Regions from separate parts of the Mus musculus genome. Here region 1 is linked to region 2. Evidence: chromatin contacts called from public Hi-C data. All regions are on one chromosome and are shown on one strand. The core of a region is the stretch at or near the end of the contact, and the rest is flanking DNA. Distances in the headings are between cores, read along the strand shown.

Region 1 (5,897 bases), core at 2,694-5,193, 190 kb before region 2:
ACCAGTCAGGGCAGTGTAGTGACCAAGGAAAGAACGTGTCACCTCCTCTGGCTCTCCGGAGCCTGCTCTGGGTAGTGCTGGATTCCTGGAGGAAGCACCAACCCCAACCCCAGCAAGGCTCCATCTGTCCAGCCCATGCCCCAGGAGCCTCTCTCTGGGATCTGTGCTGAGATCATTGAGAGTGGCCTCAGTCCTTGGTGCTGAAGGAAATGGCATTCAGAAGCCGGGCCCCGAGCCAAAGAGCTACTGAGCAGGTCCTGGAGCAGTGGCTCTCAGCCTTCCTAATGCCACGTGTGACCCTCTACTACAGTTCCTCAGGTTGTGGTGACCCCCAATCATACAATTATTTTCATTGCTACTTCATAACTGTAATTTTGCTACTGTTATGAGTCATAATGTAAATCTGATGTGCAGGATATCTGATATGGGAAGAGGTTGTTTGATCCCCAAAGGGTTCGAGAATTACAGGTTGAGAACTGCTGTCCTCGACCGGTGGGCTAGACTGGGAACAGCCACATTCTCTGCCTAGAGGAAGGCTTTCTTCTGCTGAGCCACGGGTCTTAGGAGGCTCTGCAGCTCTAGCTGGAATAGTCAACAGACTTGGTTTGAGGGCCTGTAGACTATAGGAACTGAGATTGGAACTACCAGCCAGGACTGGAGCTCTGCTGGGGACCATGAAGCATCCCATTTGACAAGGATTGAGAAAAGTTGGGCTCTCCTGTTTTTGATTGTGAGCCAGAGCCAAAAAAGAGATTGGTTGCAAATGGGGCCAGAGGAGAGAATTCATCTTACTGTCATCGTTTTTTCTGGACATTGTTTGAGACTTTTCTTTGTTGGATGTATGCACATGCATGTGCATATATGGGAGCCCAAGGACACACTTGTGTGTGCTGCTTCAGGTCCACTTCTTTGCTTGCTTTGCTTGCTTTAGTATTTATTCTCTCTCTCTCTCTCTCTCTCTCTCTCTCTCTCTCTCTCTGTGTGTGTGTGTGTGTGTGTGTGTGTGAGAGAGAGAGAGAGAGAGAGAGAGAGAGACAGACAGGAGAAAGAGCACACCAGCTTCTCAGTATGCAGTCCTGGCTGTCTTAGACCTCACTGGATAAACCAGACAGAGACCTACCTTTCTCTGCCTCCTGAATATTGGGATTAAAGGGGTGTGCTACCATGTCTGTCTGCCCCCTTTAAGACAGGTTTGTTTTATTTCTTTAAACTGGCTTGGGTCTTGTCAAGTAGGTTAGGCTGGCTGACCAGTGAGCTCCAGGAACTCGGCTGTCTCTGCCTCCCTAGGACTGGGATTACAAGTGTATCCTATCTTGTCTGGGTTCCTAGAATCAAACTCAAGGCAAACACATTATAACTGAGCCATCTCCCCCAGCTATCTTTCCTTGTGAGATAAGGTGGTGGTATATAGCTTAGGCTGGCCTTGAACTCATGATCCTCTGTAATTCAGCCTCTCAAATGCTGAGTTACTGGTGTGTCAGCACACTTGTTCAAAGGACCTGCTCACCTGGATAGGAGGCAGTGCTGCCCTGAGCTCAGGCAGTGACATCAAGATGGATTTGAAGTGGTGACTTGTCTCATAGGTGGCCATTCCCTAGTATGCCCCCTCCCGTGGAAAGAATATCAGGATGGATTTGTTTGTTTTTAAATCAGATCTAGATCTGCATGGAGACTGCATGTAAGTGTTGTCAACAGGCACTTCCTTGGAGCCCGTCATCCTGTGGCAGGGCCATGCTGGCCAAGGTGTCTGACTTGTGACTGTTTCCTCGTCAAGAGGGCTCATTGTTCATGGGGCTTGAGGAACCCCAGGCTTTTCCTTTCTGGAGCTGAGTTGGGTGGGCAGGAGTTGGCACGGGTTTCTACAGTGTGTATGCGGGGTTGCTTCTGAGCACTGGTGCCTGCTCCCTGCCATTCCCTACTGCTGTAGCTCTTCTTCCCCTGCTCCACACTTCACCGTCCTGCCCTGCTGAGCACCATCTTTCCTGAGTCTAGGTTAGCAAATGTCCCTCATCCCAGGCCACGATCCCGCCTGCTAGTCTGCCTTCATTATGTGAGGAGTGATGTGTTGTTTCTTCTCCTTGGGCGTCTCTCTTGATGTCTGCTTCCTTTCCTTTCCCCCGGGGGTTTACATTATGTGAGGTGGAGTGACATGTGACAAGGAAAAGGTGGCCAGCTGCATGCAGCTCCTCAGGGCACGTCTGGCACTGTAGCTGGTCAGTCCTGGACAAGGCTGTGAAGTGGACTCCCATTTCATGGTGTCCGGTAGACAGACGTCTCTCCTGCCATCTGAACTTAGTGTGTGGCTACTGCTCAGTGGCTGTGTATGGTTGGCCTCACAGCAAGCCCCATTCTGGTGTTTGACTGAGAGAACAAATCATTGAGAAAGACATCACTGTAGAGAATTAACTCTGCTTCCCCACCCCCCAGCCCCAAATGACCACTAAATGTCACAGAAATGCAGTCCCTGGGGAGACTGGCTGGATTCCCCCTTTACCCACCAAGGGGTGATTGGCCCTGGGGTGATTCATGAGCCAGCCCCCTGGGAGAAGAGTCTTAAGGGGAACAATGTGCTTAGAGCCTCCAAGAGCTTGAGAAGTGGCGCCTTGGTCTTCCCGTGCTGCCCTGGATGGAGGATTGGTTCGCAGTGGCTGTGACAGTGGAAGCAGCCTGTTCTAAGATGGTCTCTATATAACATGCCGTGTACAGGTGTTGCACGGGATGGGGAGACAGGCGGCCACATAGCTGCTTCCCTTTGCTTTTCAGTTGTTCCAAGTTGCCAGGAAGCTTCTGGGGCAAAGGATGTTCGAGAGATTGATGAAGATGACCTTCTATGGCCATTTTGTGGCTGGCGAGGACCAGGAGTCTATCAGGCCTCTGATCCGGCACAACAAAGCCTTTGGTGTTGGCTTTATCCTGGACTATGGAGTGGAGGAAGATCTGAGCCCTGAGGAGGCGGAGCGCAAAGAGATGGAGTAAGACCCGCTTTTCTGGTGTTGCAAGGCACAGGTGTGACCCTGAAATGCACCAGGGTTTCGGCCTCAGCTAGGTGGTGGCCAAGACTGGGAGAGCCTTTGATCTGATTGCCAGCAGCCCTCATGAGTTGTGCCTGGAATTCTTGCTTCCTGCAGACAGGAGCGCTGTGCTTTTGTGGGCCTGCACCAGTGGAGGGTTGAGGGATAGAACTGCAAACTCTGGCCCTGGCCATATCCCGCTCCCCACATAGTCCTGTACAGTTTGAGGCTGTAGCTTTGAATTCTGAGTGGTTGAAAAGTATCAAAACAAGAACTATATTTTTTATAAAAACTATATAAAATTCAAATTGTCTTTTCAATTTGCAAGGGCAGAGTGGTGTAGTCATACATCTTTTAAGGCTGAGGACATGTGCTACCTTCCACTCCCAGAAGCATTTGGTGACCCCTGACTTCCCACTACAATCTGCCTTTCTAAGGAATCCTGACTGGACCTGCGGGTTCCAGCTAGTTCTCAGACAGTTTCCTAACCTGATGATGGCTGTGCCTGCAGGGCATAGAACCTTGCTGACTGGGCTCAGCCTGGCACCACGGTAAAGAGGATTGTAGCGGGCAGCCGTGTCATGTGACAGGCAGCCTGGAGTTCCCCCCGCTGGCACCAACTTGCTGCAAGGCCCTTCCCCAGGCAGCGAGCTTTCGCACAGCTCATGGACCTGCCTTCTTGGCAGCAGGACAGAGTGGCCTCATTCTGCCCTCTGGGGTGGTAGCTGACACACTGGAGGCCTAAGCAAAACCAGCCCTTTTTTGCAAAGTGCTGCTGCCTGTGACCCTCCCGGACAGGCCCTCGCTTAGGTTTTGGGTCCGCAGTCTCTGGCTGCAGCTGTTCAACCCCTGTGAAGCTTAGAACAGGGCCGTCCGTCCGTGTCAGACCTTTGGCTTGCCCTGGCTCCTCCCCAGGTAACTAACAGGAGGAGTTGGAGAGGGCTTGGCAGTCATGTGAGGCCACTGGCCCTGAGAACAGAATGTTCGGGCCTGGCCTCAGCCTGGGGAGCCCAGCTCCCTGCTTTGTGATTGGCCATTCTGAAGGCGGGGTGACCCAGCCCCAGTATCCCCTTGTGATCCTCACCGATGCTTTGGGGAGTTGGCTGCAAGCCTTTACCAAGGCTGCTGTTGAATAACCAAATGGATTCCACAGCCTCGGCCTGGAAAGGGTGAGCACTGAGTGCTCTCACCCGGGACTGCCTTGCTGTGAGAATGAATGGTAGGCCTGCCGGACTGCCTGCCGGACTGCCTGCCTGCCTCTTGTCTGTGCCTTTCTGTTGGCTGTTCAGCTTGTCATGGCTGTTTGCCCCACAGGAGCTTTGCTTGGGCTCTGAAGCATCAGAAATAGACCCTTCCAGACCTACCAGTACCCACCCTCCTATGCCAACCAGCAAGTGGTGAGGATGCAGATGCAGCTCTCTGCCTGTCTGTGTCTTAAGAGGCTGCCTGTCTTACACCGTAGCCTTACCAGAGAAGAGGGTGAAATGCCACTGTATGATGAGGCTCTGAGTCTGTCAAGGGATGCCTGACAATCCCCACATGTCACCTCCCCAAAGAGAGAAGAGCTTACAGCGCCCTGACCAGGAGTGACCAGCCCCACAGACTCTTGTGGGCAGCCACTTGAGTGTTCCTTGCAGGGAGGTACCCAGACACTGAGACCTGTCCCTAGCTAATGGAAGAAGGCACAGAATGCATGGAGACCAGACTTGGTAGTCATGCCTGCTGGTTAAACACATGTTATCTACACTGTGGGCTATGGAGTTATATAACCAACCCTGCCATCAGGGGTCACTGAGGACTTGACAGGATTTCTGCTTAGGGAATCACTGTGCCTGCCTAGCTTTGCACTGGTAGCCCTTAGGGGACTTTTGTGTGGTTGTACCTGGGACTGCTCTTATGGAACCCATACCCTCCAGGGACCTTGGCTCTCTGTCTCTGAGGGAAGGTGACACATGGGGATTGCCTACTTCCTTATTACAGACTATTACAGACTCAGGACATTGTCGCCAAATGACATTGGATCCTCCTTTCTTGCTACATGTTATCAGTATGAGGTCAATGGAGCAATAGCTGTCTGCTCAGCTTCTGCCCCCTGGGCTGTGGCCTTGTGGGCTTAGGTGCTTGTGGGAGGCCCCAAACACTCAAGGATATGGCCAAACCTCACCATAATTTCTGGCCCAAAGTCTCCAGATAAGGCCCTGGTACAGGAGAGGAGGGCCCAGGACAAGGCTTCTTGGCATTGTTGCTTGGTAGCCTAGAGTTACTGTAGGGGTAGTGAGGCTCTTTGGTGGATAAGGCTCATTGATGGTGAGACCCAGAAGGTGCAATTACCGCCCCCCTCTCCACTTCTTGCTTGGAAGAATGCTGGGGAAGAAACACTTCTCCTTCCTGTGGGGCCTCACATCCTGCTCTGCCCTCTTGAGGACTTGGATGCTCCAAGTGTGGTGGGAACCTGTGAGGTTTGTTTTTTCTTCTTTGTTGGTTTTTGTTTTTCAAGACAAGGTCTTTCTGTGTAGCCTTAGCTGTCCTGGAACTCATAGAGATCTGCTCCCAAGCGCTGAGATTAAAGGCATGTGCCACTACTCCCTGGCTTGAGGTTCTCAGAGTCTTAGCAGGGGCTGGGTGGAAGAAGCCTGAGTAGATAGGATTCTGTGCTGGGGACCATAGTGTTGGGGTGAAGGCACTGTTGCTGGGCTGGATGAGTCCTTTGTACAGGGTGGCTTCTGCCACTGTTCCTCTCCTTGCCTGACCTTCCCAGGAAGAAATGCTGTACACACAGGATGCCTGAGGTTCGTGGGGGGATGACCCCTCCCTGGGTCAGGTGGTCACGCCATGCCTGATGTGAGCCAGCCTTCGTTCAAGCTCATGATCAAGTCCAATGCTCAG
Region 2 (6,611 bases), core at 2,122-4,621:
ATGAGGTCCTTGCACTCACCAGTCAGGTGTTTAGAGCGTGGAAAGTTGACACGGTGCTCCTTCTGGATGCGCAGCATCTTTTTGATGTTGGAGTCATCGTAGGGCATGGAGCCACAGACCATGATGTAGAGAATCACACCCAGGCTCCAGATGTCATACACCTTGGGCTGGTAGGGGATGCCCTGCAGCACCTCGGGGGCCGCATAAGCTGCTGACCCACAGAAGGTCTTGCTTAATATCAGTCGACCACTATCATCCCGCAAGCAGCGCTTGGAGAAGCCGAAGTCAGACAGTTTGATGTTGAAGTCCTTGTCAAGCAGAAGGTTCTCACATTTGAGGTCTCGGTGGACGACATCCAGGTCGTGGCAGTACTTGATGGCCGAGGAGAGCTGGTGGAACTTCTTTCGAGCATCATCCTCTTGCAGGGCTCCTCTGGTTTTGATGAACTCGAGGAGGTCACCCTGGACCCCAAGCTCCATGACAATGTAGACCTTGCCATCTGATGTCTCAAAGATCTCATAGGTCTTGACAATAGAGCGGTGGTTTAGCATGGCCAGAATCTCAATCTCCCGGGGAAGGAATTTCTCCAGGAAGTCTGAGGGGGCTTTCTTGCGATCGATGATCTTGACCGCCACGTTGAACTTTAGGCGCTCAGAGTAAGCGGATTTGACTTTGGCATATGAGCCCTCTCCCAAGTTTATCCCCATGATGTAGCCTCGTCGCTTGAGGACGGCAGCGTCATCCATGGTGCCGGGAGTGCCCAGTGCCTCCGAGGCTGCCCTCTACATCCCTGCCAGACATGGGCCAGCAGTGTCCTCATTTACACTGTGGACAGAGAGTCCTCTGAGCTGTCCAGGCCTGCTGTCCCTGCCTCCTAAGAGGCCCAAGACTCTAGCATGGAACTTTCAGCACTGTCTCCCAGGTGACTTCAGTGGGTGAAGTCACAAAGGAGTAATGCCCTGGGGGAAATGTAGCTATTGCCTGGGCCGATTGAACTTGGAACCTAGAAGATCTGCCAGTGTACTGGAGCAGACTGAAGACTGTACACGAAACAGGGAACAGAATGGCTTCATGCTTGGCTCCAGCCTGAGGTGAGAGAGGCTTATGAGACACAAAGGTCTGCTCATGTTTCTAATCCTAGAAATTGATCTGCTCTACAGTGGCATGGCTCATTATCAATCAGGTCAATCTAGGGCATCCAGTGTGGGTGGTCCTATCAGTCAAGGGTCCCAGGCAGAAATAGAAGATACACTCATGCAAGGATAGTAGAAGGAAGTCTTGATAAAGGGGTGCTTTAGAAAGGTTGGAGCAAAATATAGGGAACTCTGTAGGTGATGCAGTTCCCTAAGGTAGTAGCAGACTCCTGACTCACATGGTAGAGTAGGGAACAGAAAGGGCCACCCTGACAGTAACCTTTGTTAGAGGAAAAAACGCCAGTCTGCAGTGACTCTACAGGCCAGTGGTAAGGAAGCCAGCGTTCATGAGACCCTACCCTTCAGCTCTTGATTCTGTCTACACAGGTAACCCTTAAAGTCACTGAGAAGGTGACTTCAGTGGGTGAAGTCACAAAGGAGTAATGCCCAGGGGGAAATGAGGCTATTGCCTGGGGTGCTTGGACTTAGAACCTGGAAGGTCTGTCAGTGTACTGGAGCATACTGAAGGTGAACAAACTCGTTTGTGCTTGGCTCCAGCCTGAGGTAAGGGGCTTCACCTTTTTTTTTTAAAAGATTTATCTATTTATTTTATGCATATGAGTACACTGCAGCTGTACAGATGGTTGTGAGCCTTCATGTGGTTGTTGGGAGTTGAAATTTTAGGACCTCTGCTTGCTGCTCACTCCGGCCCAAAGATTTATTTATTATTATAAGTACACTGTAGCTGACTTCAGATGTACTCATTGCAGGTAGTTTTGAGCCACCATGTGGTTGCTGGGATTTGAACTCAGGACCTTTGGAAGAATAGTTAGTATTCTTACCTGCTGAGCCATCTCACCAGCCTGGGGCTTCACCTTTTAAAAGAGCACTTTTGAATGTGTTTTGGGCCCTGAGACAGACCTGGGCCGACTTCAGGTTCTTTATCTCCTGGCCCAGTGGTGGTAGTGGTGGTGGTGGGTTAAGGAGTTAACTCTGTGCTTTCATTGTACCGCTCAGCCAGACTTCTCACTTCCTGTCCTGCTCTTTTCTCTTCCAAACCTTTCCTGGACTCTTAACGGCGGCTCTGCAGGTGGACAGTTGGCAGGAAGACTGCACTTGGCTGAGTTCCCTCCAAAGGACCTGCCCAACTCAGAGCTCTGGCTGAGCTCCCAGGGCAGATTTGCAGTGGGGGTGGGTATGGGGGCAGAAGGCTAGGCCTGGATCTTGTACTCAGTGCTGGGAATGTGCCATAAAACTATCTGAGTGCCCAGAGCAGCACTGGACAGGTACCCTTGCTTCTGCCAGCAAGGAACCCCCCATCTGTTGTGACAAGTCCTATGTCCAACATCTTGGGCCAAGACCTGGTAAAGTTGGAATGTCTGACGACTTGACCTTGACTTTACCTACCTATAACAAGTTAGCATCTTTCACTCATGGCTCCATGTATCTATCGTAGGTTGAAATCCTGGGACTTTGGTGGAGGGGCAATAAGAGTGAGTCAGATATGCTGGAGGTGACTGGCCTTCCCCACTTTTCACTTCCTTCCCCTGAACAGATTGGTTTTTCATTTGCTGTCTCTCCTTCCACGTTCATGCTGTTCATGAAGGCAGGTGTGAGTTTAGCATGTGGAGCCTTGTTCCCAGGCTTTAGCCCTGTCTCTGCCTGGGCTTTTTTTCTCCATTGTATAGGCAGCTCCTTCCCCAGATCTGGTCCAGAGACTCTGGGCTTCTCTGTTAGATTCTGACATCCATTAAGCCATTTCCTCCTCTGTTGATATTCTTTGTGCCATTCCCTGATCCACAGAGACTGCTGGTCCTTTATTTTCACTAGAGCTCTTCACTTTCTTCACAGCCGTTCGGCGTTTAGAAGACCACTTTAGGGAATATGTTGGCACTGGGACAGACCTGGGCCTCCAGGAGTAAAGATCGTTCAGGTCCAGCTATACCTCCTCAATTCACTAATCCCGGATTCCCCACTCCTACCCACCCCAGACCCTGGCGCCAGCACTGTCAGTCCTTGTGACCCTACCAGCACTAGGGACCCCTTTTGGTACCTCGCTGCCAAGGCTGCGTCCCACCTCTCGGTTCAGCCAATGGCACGCCTCATTTCCTGCTAGCCCCGCCCTTGGCCCCGCCCACTCGCTCATTCCCTAGGCCTCTCGTGCTCATGCCCCGCCCCGCGTCTGGAGCTCGGGTCCTACCTCCCTCCGCCACCCCACCCCCCGCCCAGCTCGGCGTTCATTGGTTAGTGCGGGCCGGAGGCGGGGTGGCGCGGGCCGGAGCAGGACGGCCGCCATCTTGCGCGAGCCGGAATCTCATCCCGCTCCTGCGGCCTAGAGTGCGCGCGAGTCGGTGGCGTTCTCTTGCCGCGGCCCAGCTGGATCCCTCGCCTGCCGCCCCTCAGCCCCAGGTCGGAGTCCGGCCTTCACCCACTCCTCTCGGCCAGGTCCGGCCTCCCCGCGGGGTCACGCGGCTGCCCCGGGGACGATGAACGGAGGATAAATGGTGCCCAAGGCAGACAGCGGTGCCTTCCTGCTGCTCTTCCTGCTGGTTCTCACTGTCACCGAGCCGCTGCGGCCAGGTGCGCGGTGCTGAGGGTGGGGGCGCGGTCGGGGGTGGGGCTGCGGACGTCCGTTCCCCCGCGGCTGCTGGGGGCTACTGCTCCTCGGCCCGGCACAGGCGAGGCCTGGCCGCGGGCCTCTGGGCGTCCCCTGCCCTGGCACAAATTGGAGTGTACCAGGGTTCGGAGCCTCGAGGATGTTGCCTTTAGACCCAGGTCCACCGAGCGCCGCGTGCTCTGGGACCCACTGGCCAGGAGCTGCGTCTCGGGCGCACCCTTCTGCTTGGCTGAGTGGAAGTCTTGGAAGCAGCTTGTGGAGGCACCTGGTGCCCCAAGTGTCCGCCCAATTGTGGCCTAGTGCCAGCGTTTCAGCCCTGGACAGCGATGTCTGGTTGCTCATTGCCACTTAGTGAAACGCTTTATCACAGAAGTCCAGCCCTGCCCAAAGGAGGTACTGGGAGTAAACTGAGTACCAGGTGCAGGGGAGAGTCCTTTCAGCGGTGCCTGGCACTTAGTGCTTTGTGTGGTGTGATTAACTACTTTTGATACTCCCTTGGAGTTTTGTGTGGTGGGGAACCTCAGGTCCCTTTTCTGCTTATTTCAGATACTTCTGAACTGTGCCCCCCCCCCTGCAAAAAAAAACCTTCACTGCACCCTACTTCCGCAACAAAGCCAGGTCAATTTATCCATCAGGCACAGGAATACCAGTACAGCCTCACTGTCCCTTTAGGGATCCCAGCAGGGATGTCTTGTCTGTGAACTTTCAGAGACTCCTCTGTACTAGGGCGGTGGTAAGTAGAGCTCTTAATGCTTTTAGCAGAGGAAGGTTCCCATGAAGGAATGCCCCAGGCAAGTCTTCTATGGGTGACATCATGACTGGGTGTCAGAACAGGTGGGTGCACCCTCAGCAGTGTCCTATCTCAGCTCCCATCCTGCAACATATTTCAATGCTTGGCTTTGTGCTTTTGTCCCATGTGGAAATGTCTGCCAGAGCCTCAGTGACCAAGCCCAAGACAACACTCAACTGAACAGAGCGTTTCCCTGGGCTCCAGGAAGGGAAAAGCCAGCTGCTCTGCATAGTGAACTGACTGGTTGTAAAGTAGCCCGCTAGGAACCCTTGTGGATATGATTCTCTTGTCAGGCTAAAGGGTTTGTGGGTTCTTACCTTTTACATATTGGTAAACATGTTTGTATACTTCTGCATACAGTGAACCCATTCTGATTGTTGGGTCCAGTTTTGCAGGTGAGGTCCAATGCCCCTTGCCAGTCTGTTCCTATATCCTGCCAGCTGGCTGAGAGCATTTCAGAAAGGACATGTGAGTTCTTGCTGCCTGCCCAACGATAGAGGTATTCGAATGCAGAACACACAACCCTCTCTTTAGAAGTGCTCAGTATAGAAGAAGAGAGCAAGTATGAATTCTTCAGTATATTGCTGTGTATTGGGCATCCCCAGAAAGATGGCAGAGGCCATCCATGTGCACATGCGCAGCAGGGGAGCCCTCATACGATCTAAATGGGACCTACAGTGGAAGAGGCTCCAGTGGAGGGAGTAATGGGACCTTGAATCCATGGCTTTCTAGGCTGGAGCTTGGCATCAGTCCCACAGTTCTGTCTTAAGTTGTCCTGCAGAACCCTAAGCACCCTAATGTCCCTTGATGATGTGGGCAGCAAAGACAGGGATTGCTGGGTTAGATTTTTTTTTTATTAGATATTTTCGTTGTATACATTTCAAATGCTATCCTGAAAGTTCCTTATACCCTCCCCCCTCCGCCCTGCTCCCCTACCCACCCACTCCCTCTTCTTGGCCCTGCCATTCCCCTGTACTGGGGCATATAAAGTTTGCAGTACCAAGGGGCCTCTCTTCCCAGTGATGGCTGACTAGGCCATCTTCTGCTACATATGCAGCTAGAGACATGAGCTCTGGGGGTACTAGTTAGTTCATATTTTTGTTCCACCTATAGGGTTGCAGACCCCTTCAGCTCTTTGGGTGCTTTCTCTAGCTTCTCCATTGGGGGCCCTGTGTTCCATCTTATAGATGACTGTGAGCATCCACTTCTGTATTTGCCAGGCACTGGCATAGCCTCACACGAGACAGCTATACCAGGGTCCCTTCAGCAAAATCTGTCTGGCATATGCAATAATGTCTGGGTTTGGTGGCTGATTATGGGATGGATCCCCAGGTGGGGTAGTCTCTGGATAGTCCATCCTTTCGTCTTAGCTCCAAACTTTCTCTCTGTAACTCCTTTCATGGGTATTTTGTTCCCTATTCTAAGGAGGAATGAAGTATCCACCCATTGGTCTTCCCTCTTCTTAGCTTTCATGTGTTTTTTAAATTGTATCTTGGGTGTTCTATGTTTCTGGACTAATATCCACTTATTAGTGAGTGCATATCTAATGAATTCTTTTGTGATTGTGTTACCTCACAGGATATCCTCCAGATACATCTATTTGTCCAAGAATTTCATAAATTCATTTTTTTTAATAGCAGAATAATACTCCATTGTGTAAATGTACCACGTTTTCTGTATTCATTCCTCTGTTGAGGGACATCTGGGTTCTTTCCAGCTTCTGGCTATTATAAATAAGGCTGCTATGAACATAGTGGAGCATGTGTCCTTATTACCAGTTGGAACTTTTTCTGGGTATATGCCCAGGAGAGATATTGCTGGATCTTCCGATAGTACTATGTCCAATTTTCTGAGGAATCGCCAGACTGATTTCCAGAGTGGTTGTACAAGCTTGCAATCCCACCAACAATTGAGGAGTGTTCCTCTTTCTCCACATCCTCGCCAGCATCTGCTGTCAACTGAATTTTTGATCTTAGCCATTCTGACTGGTGTGAGGTGGAATCTCAAGGGTGTTTTGATTTGCATTTCCCTGATGATTAAGGATGTTGAACATTTTTTTCAGGTGCTTCTC

What was found. Hi-C and Micro-C count contacts between places; a contact is called where the count stands out from the background.
Region 1: a contact with region 2 is called in a Hi-C map of liver, with 2.1 times the contacts expected there. The contact joins the enhancer-like site here to the promoter of Dgcr2 in region 2. A contact is called at or near these places in 1 of 484 Hi-C or Micro-C datasets (liver), 2 of 115 datasets of contacts at active chromatin or transcription factors (hepatocytes and pancreatic cancer cells) and 5 of 9 other capture datasets (adipose tissue, embryonic stem cells, liver and 2 more).

Annotation. Positions count from the first base shown.
Region 1 is chr16:18,081,622-18,087,518 of GRCm38.p6, reverse strand. It overlaps Prodh (proline dehydrogenase), which reads left to right. Exons shown (of 14, transcript NM_011172.2): 2 at 2,764-2,972. Among named protein-coding and RNA genes, the nearest start is that of Prodh, 4.6 kb to the left of the region's middle. Within about 2 kb of position 3,943, at least 73 of the 459 cell types and tissues checked have an H3K27ac peak or open chromatin away from gene starts, as enhancers often do. A contact at or near this core is called in adipose tissue, hepatocytes and liver, where this site is marked.
Region 2 is chr16:17,888,488-17,895,098 of GRCm38.p6, reverse strand. Dgcr2 (DiGeorge syndrome critical region gene 2) reads left to right here and starts at 3,371. Exons shown (of 10, transcript NM_010048.3): 1 at 3,371-3,713. The coding sequence starts at 3,635. It overlaps Tssk1 (testis-specific serine kinase 1), which reads right to left and starts at 896. Exons shown (of 1, transcript NM_009435.2): 1 at 1-896. The coding sequence starts at 746.